Regions from separate parts of the Capsicum annuum genome. Here region 2 is linked to region 1. Evidence: chromatin contacts called from public Hi-C data. All regions are on one chromosome and are shown on one strand. Each heading gives the region's core, a stretch centred on a gene start, on an enhancer-like site or on the middle of the called end of the contact. The rest is flanking DNA. Distances are from core to core; before and after follow the strand shown.

Evidence for each region. Hi-C and Micro-C count contacts between places; a contact is called where the count stands out from the background.
Region 2: a contact with region 1 is called in a Hi-C map of leaf, with 3 times the contacts expected there. The contact joins the promoter of LOC107856714 here to the enhancer-like site in region 1. A contact is called at or near these places in 3 of 5 Hi-C or Micro-C datasets (bud, leaf and placenta).

What each region holds. Positions count from the first base shown.
Region 1 is chr7:58,569,679-58,576,116 of UCD10Xv1.1, forward strand. No RefSeq gene overlaps it. Among protein-coding and RNA genes, the nearest start is that of LOC124885576, 5.9 kb to the left of the region's middle. Within about 2 kb of position 2,688, at least 3 of the 5 cell types and tissues checked have an H3K27ac peak or open chromatin away from gene starts, as enhancers often do. A contact at or near this core is called in bud and leaf, where this site is marked.
Region 2 is chr7:58,701,239-58,707,671 of UCD10Xv1.1, forward strand. It overlaps LOC107856714 (VQ motif-containing protein 22-like), which reads left to right and starts at 4,073. Exons shown (of 1, transcript XM_016701696.2): 1 at 4,073-5,389. The coding sequence starts at 4,470. The coding sequence ends at 5,042.

The sequences.
Region 1 (6,438 bases), core at 1,438-3,937:
TTTAATATTTAGAATTTGAGTGTCCGGCACAAAATAATTTAATTTTCCTAATTAGAACAGACGAACAATAACTTCAAATTGTATTGCAGAAGGGATACTTTATGGAGAAGCAAATAGAAAATCAAAGCTAATAAAAGAGGAAATCCTAAATCAAAAAATCAGCAAAGAAGAAAGCTCATCACAATGCAGAAACAAGCCTTGATATTTAATTCCTCCAAGCACACATGAAAATATGCAAAAAGCAGACAAAATGATAATGATTCTTTTAATAGGTTCATATAGCTAACCTAACATTTAGGTTTTAGATTATACGTATCCTCAAAAGAAAGTCAACGCATTACTACTTTCAGTACAAACTATAAGGGCAGATTAGTTGAAAAATATATTTTAAAAAAAAGAAATAAGACTTCAGAACTTTGATCTAATAGTGAACAAGTCTCTTTTTTCCTGTGGAAGCACTCTCTCCATTTCAATTACTAATTACTCCCTCCGTCTTAAATTATATGTCATCATTTTCTTTTTGATACGTTCCAAAACGAATATCATTTTTCTTTATTTGTTAAGTTTTTAAAAACACAATTATAATTTTATCCTTAGTGGTCTCTCTTGATTTAAAATACTATTACTTCTTTTTTATTTGTATTTTCAATTAAAAGTGATCTCACTTGATTTTAAATACTACTTCCTTCGTTTTGAAATAAATGAATTGTTGGGGTATTTATTAATATTTCAAAATAAGTGAATCATTAAATTTTTTTTCAAATTTGCTTTTATGATTTGACAACCAATTAACTTTTGAAAAGGTATTACAAGGTCAATTTTTTTTTGGAGTAAAAATAAAAAGTTGTGTTAAATTTATGTCTTTAATGATTTTTTCTTAATATGTGTGCCAAAATTCAACAATTCATTTATTATGAAATGGAGAGAGTATTACTCTTTTTTTTAAAAAGGATAATTTTGTAACTTTAACAAAGTCAATACTTATTTCTTAAATATCATGTACGGTTAAATGACGACACATAATTTGGGACGGAGGGAGTATTTTTTTTTTATTCATCTCTAAAATATAGTATCTGTCAATATTTTTTTAATTAATAAATAATACTTCTTCCGTTCTATTTTATGTGTCGTCATTTGATTGGGCATAAAATTTAAGAAATAAGGGAATACTTGATAATATTTATTAAATTGTTTTTTATCAAAAAATATGCAACTATCTTTTTTTAAATTAAGTGGGTCAAATAAGGGTAAAAATGTAATTGTGTTTTTAAATATTTTTACTAAATAAGAAAATATGATATATTTTTTTTGGAATTGACTAAAAAAAATGATGACACATAAAATGAGACGGAGGAATTAATATTTATTTACCTGAATTTAGCTATACAGATCAAGGGAAGAAAAAAAAAATAGAAAGAGTAAAACTGACGATTGGTTGGCCAAGCATGACTTTAGACGACATGCCCTTACAGAGTCACCTTCCACAAAATACTTCTACTTGCAAGTTAACAACAACTTAATTTACCCCAAAAAAATATATGACGATAACAACTAGAAAGACGGAGAAGTGATAGAGCTTGTTCTTACTTTTGCTTTTGTATTGTATGCAAAGGGAGAGGAGATGGAGAAGACATCTATACAGGGAAATAAAGGAAAAGATAATGACCAAAAAGTGAGACATGGTAAACTCTTTTGATACAAAAAAGGGGTAGGAGTTACATGTTATATATTTATTCTTTTGTTTTCAGCAAAAAGAGAAATAAAAAAATAATGAAAGCAGAAAAAAATGTGTACTTACTGATTATCAACTATAATAAAGTCTTCAATTCTTAATTCATTTGCAGTGTATATTAATAACCCAACATTGAGCACAATAGCAAGAACATCTCGCAAAAAAAAAAAAAAAAAAAAAAAAACATAATAAATGAGTAAGAAACTAACCAAAGAAACTCTACTAGCCGATAAAAAATATGATACATCAAAAGTTATGATACCAAATTCAGATTCTAATTGATGGTAAAAGATGTCAAATGTTGTAAGATCGAATCATGTTGGTGGTGGTAGTGGATTATTCAGAGGATTTTTACTTTTTTTATTGATCTGACGATTGGTTCTCCGTCAATTATCTAGGTGAAGTCACTGATTGATTTGTCATACCCAAAATTTGATTCTTTAATATTTGGAAGGGACAATGGGTAGGTATGAAAGGGACGCTGGAGATTTGCATAATGTGTCATGTCACTGCCGAATATAATGCACCAAACTTGCGTTTTCTGTGAAATATTATATTAATTTAGCTTTTCTGATAATTAAGTTGTACTTAATTTACATCTCAAGATTAAAGGTAGTTCTATGTACAATGATCAAACACTATAATTTTCAGTGATGTGCATTAATTTCCATAGCATAAGTAAGTTGAATAAAATGTACCTCTTCATCATAAAGAATCAAGAGTTGTTATATGCTTTACTTCTCTGCAGTTGTAGGAGTAATTGCATTGATGCTAAATCTTTTCGTGATTTTGAGAAACCTGACATTGTAAAATATTAACAATGATATGAGTAGAGATATTATGAATAAAAATCGAATATACCCAAGAAAAATAACCCCTTTAGCCAAATAAAGAGTACCGTAAACTCATAATTAAAGAATTAAAAAAATTGGAAAAGAAATTGAAAGACGGGTGCATCTGAAGTTGGAACAACAATTGTAAGATGTATATTTTGCAAATTCATGGGCACCTTTGCTTACTAAAAAATACCGATATCTTAAATTTAGAATCATAGGTCAAAATTATAAGACTTATTTATTTTTGTCTCTAATTGATCAGAAACTACACAATTACTTTGCAAAGTCAGATTCCGAGAGTATGTCGAAAAGAACATGACTACAGAGATTAAAAATTGAGTTTGAAGAGAACCACCAAGGATCAAGTACAAAGCTTTTAACAATCTAAAATATGCAAAAATTACAAAATTGAATTGGTTCCTCTTCTTTCAATAAAATAAAAGATGGAGATAACAAACCCCAATTAAATTCCAACTAATCAATTTAATCTACCTACAATTAGGAGAGTCAAATTTGATTTCCTTCTAAGTTAGGATAAAAAAGGAATCTTTCAAAAATAGCTATACTTTGCTGAAAAATTCACCTTTCATAACCATATTTTATCATTTATAGCCGTTGTATTCAATTTACACCCGATGTGTTCGATTTTATTAATAGTCTGTATTCATATAAAATATAAATGCATTACCATTTAACCGCTGTATTCGATTCACAGCCACTATATTCACTTTTATTCAGTGGTCTGTAATCATATAAAACATAAATACATTACATATTTAGTCTCGCCAAAAATACTATTTTTTTTTCTTTTTTCTTTTTAATAATTTTTCTTTTTTGTGTTTTCCTCATTTTTTCTTTATTTTTTTTCTATTTTTCCCTATTTTTATTTTTTCTCTCTTCTCTTTCTCTTTCTTTTTTTCTTTTCTTTTTTATTTTTTTTTGTACTTATTTTCTTTATCATTTTTTTGGTTCTATTTTATATTTTTCGTATTTTTGAAAAATATAATTACTCGAGCACAAGTAATGGCTGATAACGTAACTACCACAATTGTTATCGTATTTGTAGTCACACCATCATTTATAATTTTGTATTCATTGATACAATTGTATTTGTATTTGTATTTTAAAGTTTGTGCTTGTATTTGTATTTTGCAATTCACATTTATATTTGTATTTTATAGTTTGCACTTGTATTTGTATTTGTCAGTTCGCACCATCATTTATATTTTATATAATTCTCACTTATATTTTAAAGAACTGCTTTGTATTTTTGTATTTCATAATTGATCATATATTATATTGGATTATATTTGTATTGTGAGTTTTTTGTGTTTGTATATTTAGATTATATTTGTATTTGTATTCTATTTTCGTCGATGCCTTTTTTATTTTTAAAGAATTATTTTGTATTTGTATTTGTAAGTTGATTGCATATTGTATTAAGCTGTGATCACGTATAATTTATCATTTGCATTTGTAAACGAACAAGCAAATGCATTAATTGTATTTTCTTGATTCTAAAATATATAAATATGTATTGTATCATTTGATACAAATGTACCATTTTGTATTTATATGTCAAAATTATCATTCGTATTTGTAAATAAATAAATATCAATTGATATAAATACAATTACAAACAAATGATTTTACAAATACAAATACAATATGTATTTGTACATATTGTATTTACATAAAAATTTGAATTGTATTTATATGTATCAATAAATACAACTCGTATCAATAAATACAAACAAGTATTCGAAGAAAGAAAACCAATCATTTCTTTTCAATAATTAAAAAATACAAATGATAGTTCACACTTATGTCTGTATGCTATAGTTCACATTTGTATTTGTATTTTATAGTTGACACTTGTATTTGTATTTGCTAATTTGCACAAATGAAAAGAAAAAGAAAAATGAAAAGAAAAAAAAAGAAAAAAAGAAGGAGAAAAAAATGAGAGAAAAAGAAGGAGAAAAAATAAAATAAAAAAGAAAAAAGAAAAAAGAAAAAAGAAAAAAGAAAGAGAAGACAAAAAAAAAAAGTAAAAGAAAAAATGAAGAAAAAAACTGAAAAAAAAAAGAATAATAGAAAATAGAGAAAATAATGAGAGAAATTATAAATTGTAATTAGGGATAATTAATAGGCAAGAGGGTTTATGGATTGTAATTAATTGAAATTTAGACTAAATCAAATAATTAGGAATCAATATTTGTTAAGTTATGTAGTTATCCAAATAAAAAACTCCAGTAAAATCCCAAAACTACAACACAAAAAATAAAAATAAAAAATTTATAATAAAAAATTTAAAATATAGTAATATGAAATAATTTTGGAAAGGAAACATGCCCGATACAAACCTTATCTTTGATTTTTTATTTTTTTTTTGGATTAACAAAGCAAAAGAGAAGTAATAGAAAGACCCTAGGAAAAGAGTTAGAGAAAACGGGAAGCAACTACATATTTTGTTGAATGTTGTAGTTGCATATACAATATCAAATCATTATTACCCTGTGGAGTCAATGACCAAAATTCCCTTTGTATGAAATAAAATAACATGAAGCACCCATGTCAACAGCCTCTTTTTTCTTTATAATATAGAAATGTGTGTTATTTGTAACTTGTAAAGATATGTTATTAGGGTGTATATTTCTTACGGATAAAAAATTTAGTTACTATTATGAGTCATTTACATAAAGAGCATAAATATATACCTTATTTATCAATTTTAGTACATATACAATGCCTAAATTTTTATCTATTTTTTTAATAAGAAAATATCTAAATACTTATATAATGTATTTTTAAACACAGTTTTAACATCATCAATAAGAGAAAATAAATAATAATTTTATTATATTTTGAATTCAATATATTATACGTATTAAAGACGTATTTCAATATACATGTTGAATATATATAACTAAAATATGTTTATTCCAAAAGTATTACAAGTATTATATGTGAATTTCAAAGATTTTATTATAATTTAAATCAGTTTCTGTAGTTAGAAATGTATTATATTTATTATGAAATAAGAACTTTCGAATTCATAAAGATATATAATATTGAATTTGAATTGTATTACAAGGATCCTTTATGTTTAATAAAATTTTAACACAACATTTAAAAAATTTAACCTTTTCTTCTCCAGTGAATCACCTGTTGGGATATTGAAACGCCCTGGACTTTGGCCCTTGTGAATTTCCTGAGTCTTGAACTCTCTACTAATCATACGACTCACATCATAAGTCGTACGGTGTTGTAATGGGTCAGCGATTCTAGTCATATATTGGTCAGTGTGTTGTTGACCAAGTTCTGTCCTAGTTACGAGAGACTTCATACGAGTCGTATGGTCTAGTCATGAGAGCTTCAAGGTCCAATCATGTGTTGTCCAACGTCTAGCCCTTGATGTTCTGCCTTGGAAACGACTTGATGGTACTAGTCTTAAGGTCTAGTGATGATTTGGGCAAGGGAGTCATTTGTTGGACAGAATGTGGTGTCTAACTTTCTGATCTTAAGATGACTTGATGGTACCACTCGTATGATGTGGTGACGAGTTGGAGGGTCAAATCGTACCTACCTGTGAGTTTTCTACAGCTTTTAAGTTGAGGGTATTTTTGACATTTTTCACCCCAAGCCTTTAAGACCCCACGTCTTATAACACTTATTGGAAATTCATTCTACACTTTAGAAGATCAAGCACTCTCTAAACTCTCTCTAAAACTTCTCAAGAGATATTGCGCTAGGGTTTCTTCAAGGTGGTCATCTAGAGGCTTAAAGATTAAAATCTCTTCGTGAATCTTCGTAACTCAGGCATGCTACTCTTACTTCATTGTTAGTTCACAAAAATTATGTATTTTAAAC
Region 2 (6,433 bases), core at 2,823-5,322, 130 kb after region 1:
AAATTAAATCATATTATAATAAAAGAAATATTTACCATGAAAGCCCATGGAAAGCTATATAAGTTGACTATCCCTAACGTTAACGGAGTCAACAAGTATTTGACAGTCATTTTGAAACTTTCATAACCCCAAGGATAGCTGTTAAATGCCTTCCTCGGAGAGCTTTATTAAGCCAAGTGGTATATTATTGTTAACGTCTCTCGCCCAAATAATATTATGTACAAACCAAACCAAGCATAATGATTGCTTGTGCTTCTTTGAAAGTCTTTTACCTTTCAACACTTCTATTAAATTTTTTTTTGGAAGCTTGGACCAATAAGGGACACCAAACTTTCATGATCGCTTGACTTGAATTTTTCTTTTTTGGGTGTGCGGGCTGCTTTTTTGGGTTAGAATAAGTATGACTTTAGAAGGAGAAGGAAGATAATATTTTAGTCCAGTAACTATGGCAAGCTCCTTCTAACCAAAACAAACAGGCATACCATGATAATTTATCTATACCTCATCCATCTTATCTTTGTTTTCATACATAAACCTACGCTTGAGAAGATCATATACCATTTTTATTTGGAAACGAGCATTGTTGTCCTCCGGCAAATCAAGATATTGTCCAAAGCAGCTGTCTCTGAAATACGCATCCAAATTTTGTTCTCTAAGTATTTTTTTGAAGGCGTCGAAAGATTTTTTTGTGTCTGAATTAACCACAAAATCACCCGTTAGATCTGTGGCACCATCACACTGCATTCTTAGAGGATAACAATCAATGTTGTAGGTTTTGGCCAACTCTTTGGTGAAAGAGCTATTAGCATTTGGATCATCTCTTTTGAAACATTCCTCCTCCCCATGTTCATTATCTTCTGATTGAGTTAACGCTTGTAAAGCAAGATCAGAGAGTGGTGGATGTAGCCTAACTGCTTCACTTGTTCCTTTACTTGAACTTGATTTAATTTTATCCTTGTGGGAACCATATAATCTAAAAATAACAGGAACATAAAATAGATTATAATTGATTAATGCATCATTAAAAAAGGATAACATTATATCTAATATGTACAATAGTAAAATAATAGTTCTAATAGATCACACATCTGTTGATAGGTTATCTATTGCAATATATAACTAACCTATTGTAATGGATAAGGAATTTGTTGCAATAATAAAAACAGATCACTAATCTGTTGAAATATATGACTGGTATGTGCAACAGGTCACACATTTATTTCAATATATGAGTAATCTGTTGCAACATATAAATAACCTATTGCAATAGATGATTAATCTGTTGCAATAATAAAAGCAGATCACTCATCTATTGAAACAGATGGCTGGTCTGTGCAATAGATCACACATCTGTTGCAACATATGAGTGATCTAGTGGAACCGTTATCAATGGTCAAAATTGTTTAGATTTCTTCCAACAAAAGAGTCATCTATCGCGACGGATGAATGATCGGTTGAAAAAATCAAGTCTTGGACATGTCCTATTTAAATAGTTGATAGGATTTAATCCAATAGAAGTTTCATCCGTTGCATCAGATGATTAATTTATTGCATTGAATTTTTAATTTGATGGTTCTTATGTTGCATCCGATGGTAAATTTGTTGCATCAGATGGTTAATTTGTTGCATCATATGATTAATCTGTTGCATCAAATTTTTAATTCGATGATAAATCTGTTGCATCAGATGGTAAATCTGTTGCATCAGATGGTAAATCCATTACATCATATTTTTAATTTGATGGTTCCTCTGTTACATCGTATGGTAAATTTATTCCATCGAATGGTTAATTTATTGCATTAGATAGTAAATCTGTTGCATCAGATGGTTAATCTATTGCATCATATGGTTAATCTGTTGCATTAGACGATTAATCTATTGTATCAGAAGGTTAATATGTTCCAAAAATAAATAGTAGCATGATTTTGTTCAATATAACAACAACTATATCACCGTTTTTACCAAGAACAAGAACAAATCAACCCAGCAATGGGTGCAATACGAAAAATACCAACATCGTTGTTTTGTTTGTACAAAACAAACAACAAAAATCAAACTTAAAAAAATACAACAAACAATAAAAAATCATATTTCACTCCAAAAAGAGAAGAGAAGAAATACCAGAAATAGGATTTTATTCAGACCGCATTTCAAATTAAAGCAACAAATATTGAAATTGTTAACCAATACTAGAAGAGAAGTTAGCTCAAGTTCCTGTTTTGTTTCGAAACTAAAAAGGCCATAATTTTTTACCTGTGAAAGAAGAAAAGGGATGATGAAGAACTTGAACTTGTTGTGGCCGGAAAGTAAGGTTGTCACGTCAATTGACGGTTGAAAGTCGAAAAGAAACTCGAAGCCCAACTATTTATCGCTGGAGGTTGAAGTCGCCGGGGATTGAAAGAAGAAATTTTTGTTCTGTAGCAGATCTTTTACAAGATCAATTCGGAGAAAATGTGGTTCGGGGGACTATAGGTGGAGCGATTCCGCATAAATTGATATCGACACCTGTTGGTTGTGAGAAACTGTCGAGAGAGAAAGGGGATAAGGTTGATTTAGAGCGGAAAAGGGTGTGGGTTGATTTGTATTTTTAAAAAGATTAGAAAGTTATAAAAATATTAATCAAGTTCACAATTAACTTAATCAAGTTTTCTAATTATGTTTGACCCTTTAAGTTGGTTAATGTCACCAATTCTTCATTCAAAACTTAAATGACACACTTCCTTCAATTTTCTCAAGTAACATAAATTTTTCAAAAATGAGAAGACTCTTAAATAGGGACGGAGAGATTATTAATATCTTATTGAAAAATTATATTAAAAGTATTATAAATTACATAATTAACAACTTGTAAAAATATAAAGGATACAAAAGATTCGACTGACTCTCGAAATTATATTATTGTCACTTAAATTGAAATAGAAGAAAAGTATTATAAATCACAATAATAAAAAATTTAAATTATTTTAATGATTCATTATCCAAATTATATTTGTGTCACATAAATTCAGACAAAAAAATAACATATACTGGATTTGTACTTCAATGTCTAGTACTTACTTAGACAAGGAGAAGGGATCAATGAAATTATGACCAGCAGGCTCCAGATCATGCCGCCAACATGCGTGCTTTGGCACAATTTCATTGGGCTTTTTCGTTGCCTTCATTTTTTTTCTTCAAGTTAATTTATTTATTTTATTTTATTAATTTGTTATATATTTGTAAAAAGTACGTAAACAATACTATAAATTACAATGATTAACAACTTAAAAATTTAAAAGATATAAAATATTTATCCGACTCTCAAAATTATAAAAGGAAAAGGGATCAATTAGACTGCAGGTCAACATGTCCTCTTTGACACAATTTCATTGGTCATTTCCATTGCCTTCATTTTTTCTCCATTTTAATTTATTTATTTTACTTTTTTTAATCTATTATATATTTCAAAAAAATATGTCAATAATACTATAAATCACAATAATTAGCAATTTAAAAATTTTTAAAAATATATTATCTTTAGTTGACTCTCGAAATTATACCAATGTCACATAAGTTGGAATAGAAGAAAAAATATTATAAATTACAATAATTAAACTATTTAAAAATTATAATTAACTATCAATGCCATAAATTTCGAAAAAGAAAAATAATATATATATTATTTCAACATCTAAATTACAATGATTAAAAATTATAATAATTAATGATTTAAAATATCTAAATATATATTTAAAAATATAATTAATTATTTAAATTATATTTATTTCACAAAAATTGAGTCAAAGAGGTACCCCTCGATATCCAGTAATACATATATATGATGTAGCTTCAAAGAACGTGTTACAAAACTTAATACTTCTCATTCAGTAGAAAGGACTAATACAAAAATATATACGTAAGATTGTTTTCTCCGGTTGAACTGTCAATGTATATCTTGTTCACATGAAGAGAAACAAGAGGAAAGAAATCAACATGGATTGTAGTGCGGTGGATAGGCTGCTTCATTCTTATTAGAGGTCAATGGTTCCACTCTGGGTATGAAAAAAATTCTGTTAGGAGCACAGACACCTTAATAAGTCCTGCAATGCGCGGTCTAAATTAATCGGGACTTTGCTTCATTCTTATTAGAGGTCAATGGTTCCACTCTGGGTATGAAAAAAATTCTAGTCCTGCAATGCGCGGTCTAAATTAATCGGGACTTTAATAGATGCAAAAAAAAAAAAAAAAAACCAGAGGGAAGGAGGATCATTCAACAGAAATAGAACACATTTTCTATTGCCGCAGACCCACGTGATACTCACGTGTCAATAAGGACCGGCCACTAACTAGAACTATAATACTTTGACCAGCCAAAATTATGTTACTATAAATTCAAAGGTTCATCCTGTGTTTTTATTCTCCTCTTCTTTACATAAGCTTTCATACTCTTCACTTTTTTTCTCTTTTCTATAGTCCTACTTTTTATTTGTATGGGCATGAGTGAAACTATGCCAAATCCCACCAATTGGGTACAATTCTATCAATCTCAAAGATCGCCACAAACCCCTATGTTTTCTGATGCCACGGTAGTCACCACAACTGTCACTTCCTTAGTCAGTGCTCCAGATCACCACCAACACAGTACCGGTCCGGTTGATGGCCGGGTTTCCAAGCCTATCAGACGCCGATCCAGGGCTTCTCGACGAACACCAACCACTGTGTTGAACACGGATACGGCTAATTTTCGTGCCATGGTGCAACAGTTCACTGGTGGACCTGTTGCACCATTCGCATCGCAGGGGACCTACATAGGTTTCGGGTCCAATAATCAACAAGTTGTGAATCCGAATACCGCACCTACTTCTGCTGGTGGTTCTTACAGTATCCATTTTCAGACGCAACCACCACCACAAAACCAATTGCCTTACATGTTCAGCTCATTGGGCAGTCCCACTCCTGATGCTGTTGTTCCAGGCCGAGCTGATAATTTTCCCAATAGACTTGAAGATAGTTCTTCTCCTTCTAATGAGAACAAGTCTGAAATTAATAACTTCATGTTCTGATTAGTCAAAAGAGATATTGACATAAATAGCCGTTCTATTTTTCAAAATTTCAACTTAGGCGGCCTGGATCACTAATGATTTTATGCTACTTTGTGATTCTGTCACTTTCACTACATTAATGATCGCTGAGATTTTCTACTTCAAATTTTTCTCAGTACCGATCGAGACCTGGTGCTGTGTACATAACCCCCACTAATAACAAGATCCTTCCTAGCTGCTTCGTTTTATTTTACGTACTGTAGTAATTTAAATTTTAGTTACATGTATTTTGATTTTACTGTAATTTTCTTTATTTCTTTCCTTTTGTATATTCGACAATTCAAAGGGAAAATTTATTTTTAAAATAAGTCTATGCGCCTCTTTTGGACGATCAAATTCGGCAAGCTATGCAATTGTGATCTACTAAACCTGCTAAGATGTTCATATACAAGTACTTTTATTCTCTGATATTTTGCCCGCCTTCAAGTGCGTTGATCGTATCATTATGTTCAGAGGAGGGTTCGCAGTATTTAATTTTTATGAAGAAGAAAAATACAAATGAAAAAATATCTGAAATTTATAAAATTGAAGCTTCTGATAGATGTAACAGAAATAAGATTTTTATGAAATTGACTTCCTAATTGAAGTACTATGGGTATTTGCATTTGTTACTGATCTAGGTGGGTGACCAATAAAATAGTTCTTAGATGAAGAATAGACGACATAGTTTATAAATAGTGTCTCACTGAAAATTCTAGTATTTCCAACCAGCTTTTAGAGACCCTTTGAGGAGGCAAAAAGGCATGACATCAAGTCCTGGTCAATTTATTTTTTCTGATTTCTTCATGGAAGTAAAGACTGCTATTATGGATTGATGGCACATATACCTTCATTTTCATCCTTCTATCTAGAAAATAATAACACAGGAAATGAAGATATTCATCCGAAAAAGAAAAACAACAGAAAGAAAAGAGAAAAAACTGAGATTAAAAAATGATGAGGAGTCGATTAGTTCCATTTTTATCATTAATCATATCACTTAATAATAATTATCTTTTCTAATTTCTTTTTTTTTATGCTCAATCAAACAAGTTCATATAGAAATAAAACTGAGTATATATGGAGTATTTTTTTCCTATTAGATAAGGAAGTATATATACAGATAGGGTCAATCTTAGGACGTATCATTTTATAACTACTTAACTGTAGGCTCATTTCCAATGAAAAGCACTTACGAGTCGTTTGACAGATTGTATTAAAAAAAATATATTTACATTAGTTAGGTGTGCTATTAATATCTTATTTGGTATATATTTTTGACATATGTATAACTAATACAAATATTAGTTATAGACTTTATTGTGTATTAAAATATGTATTATTATTTTTTGACATATGTATAACTAATACAA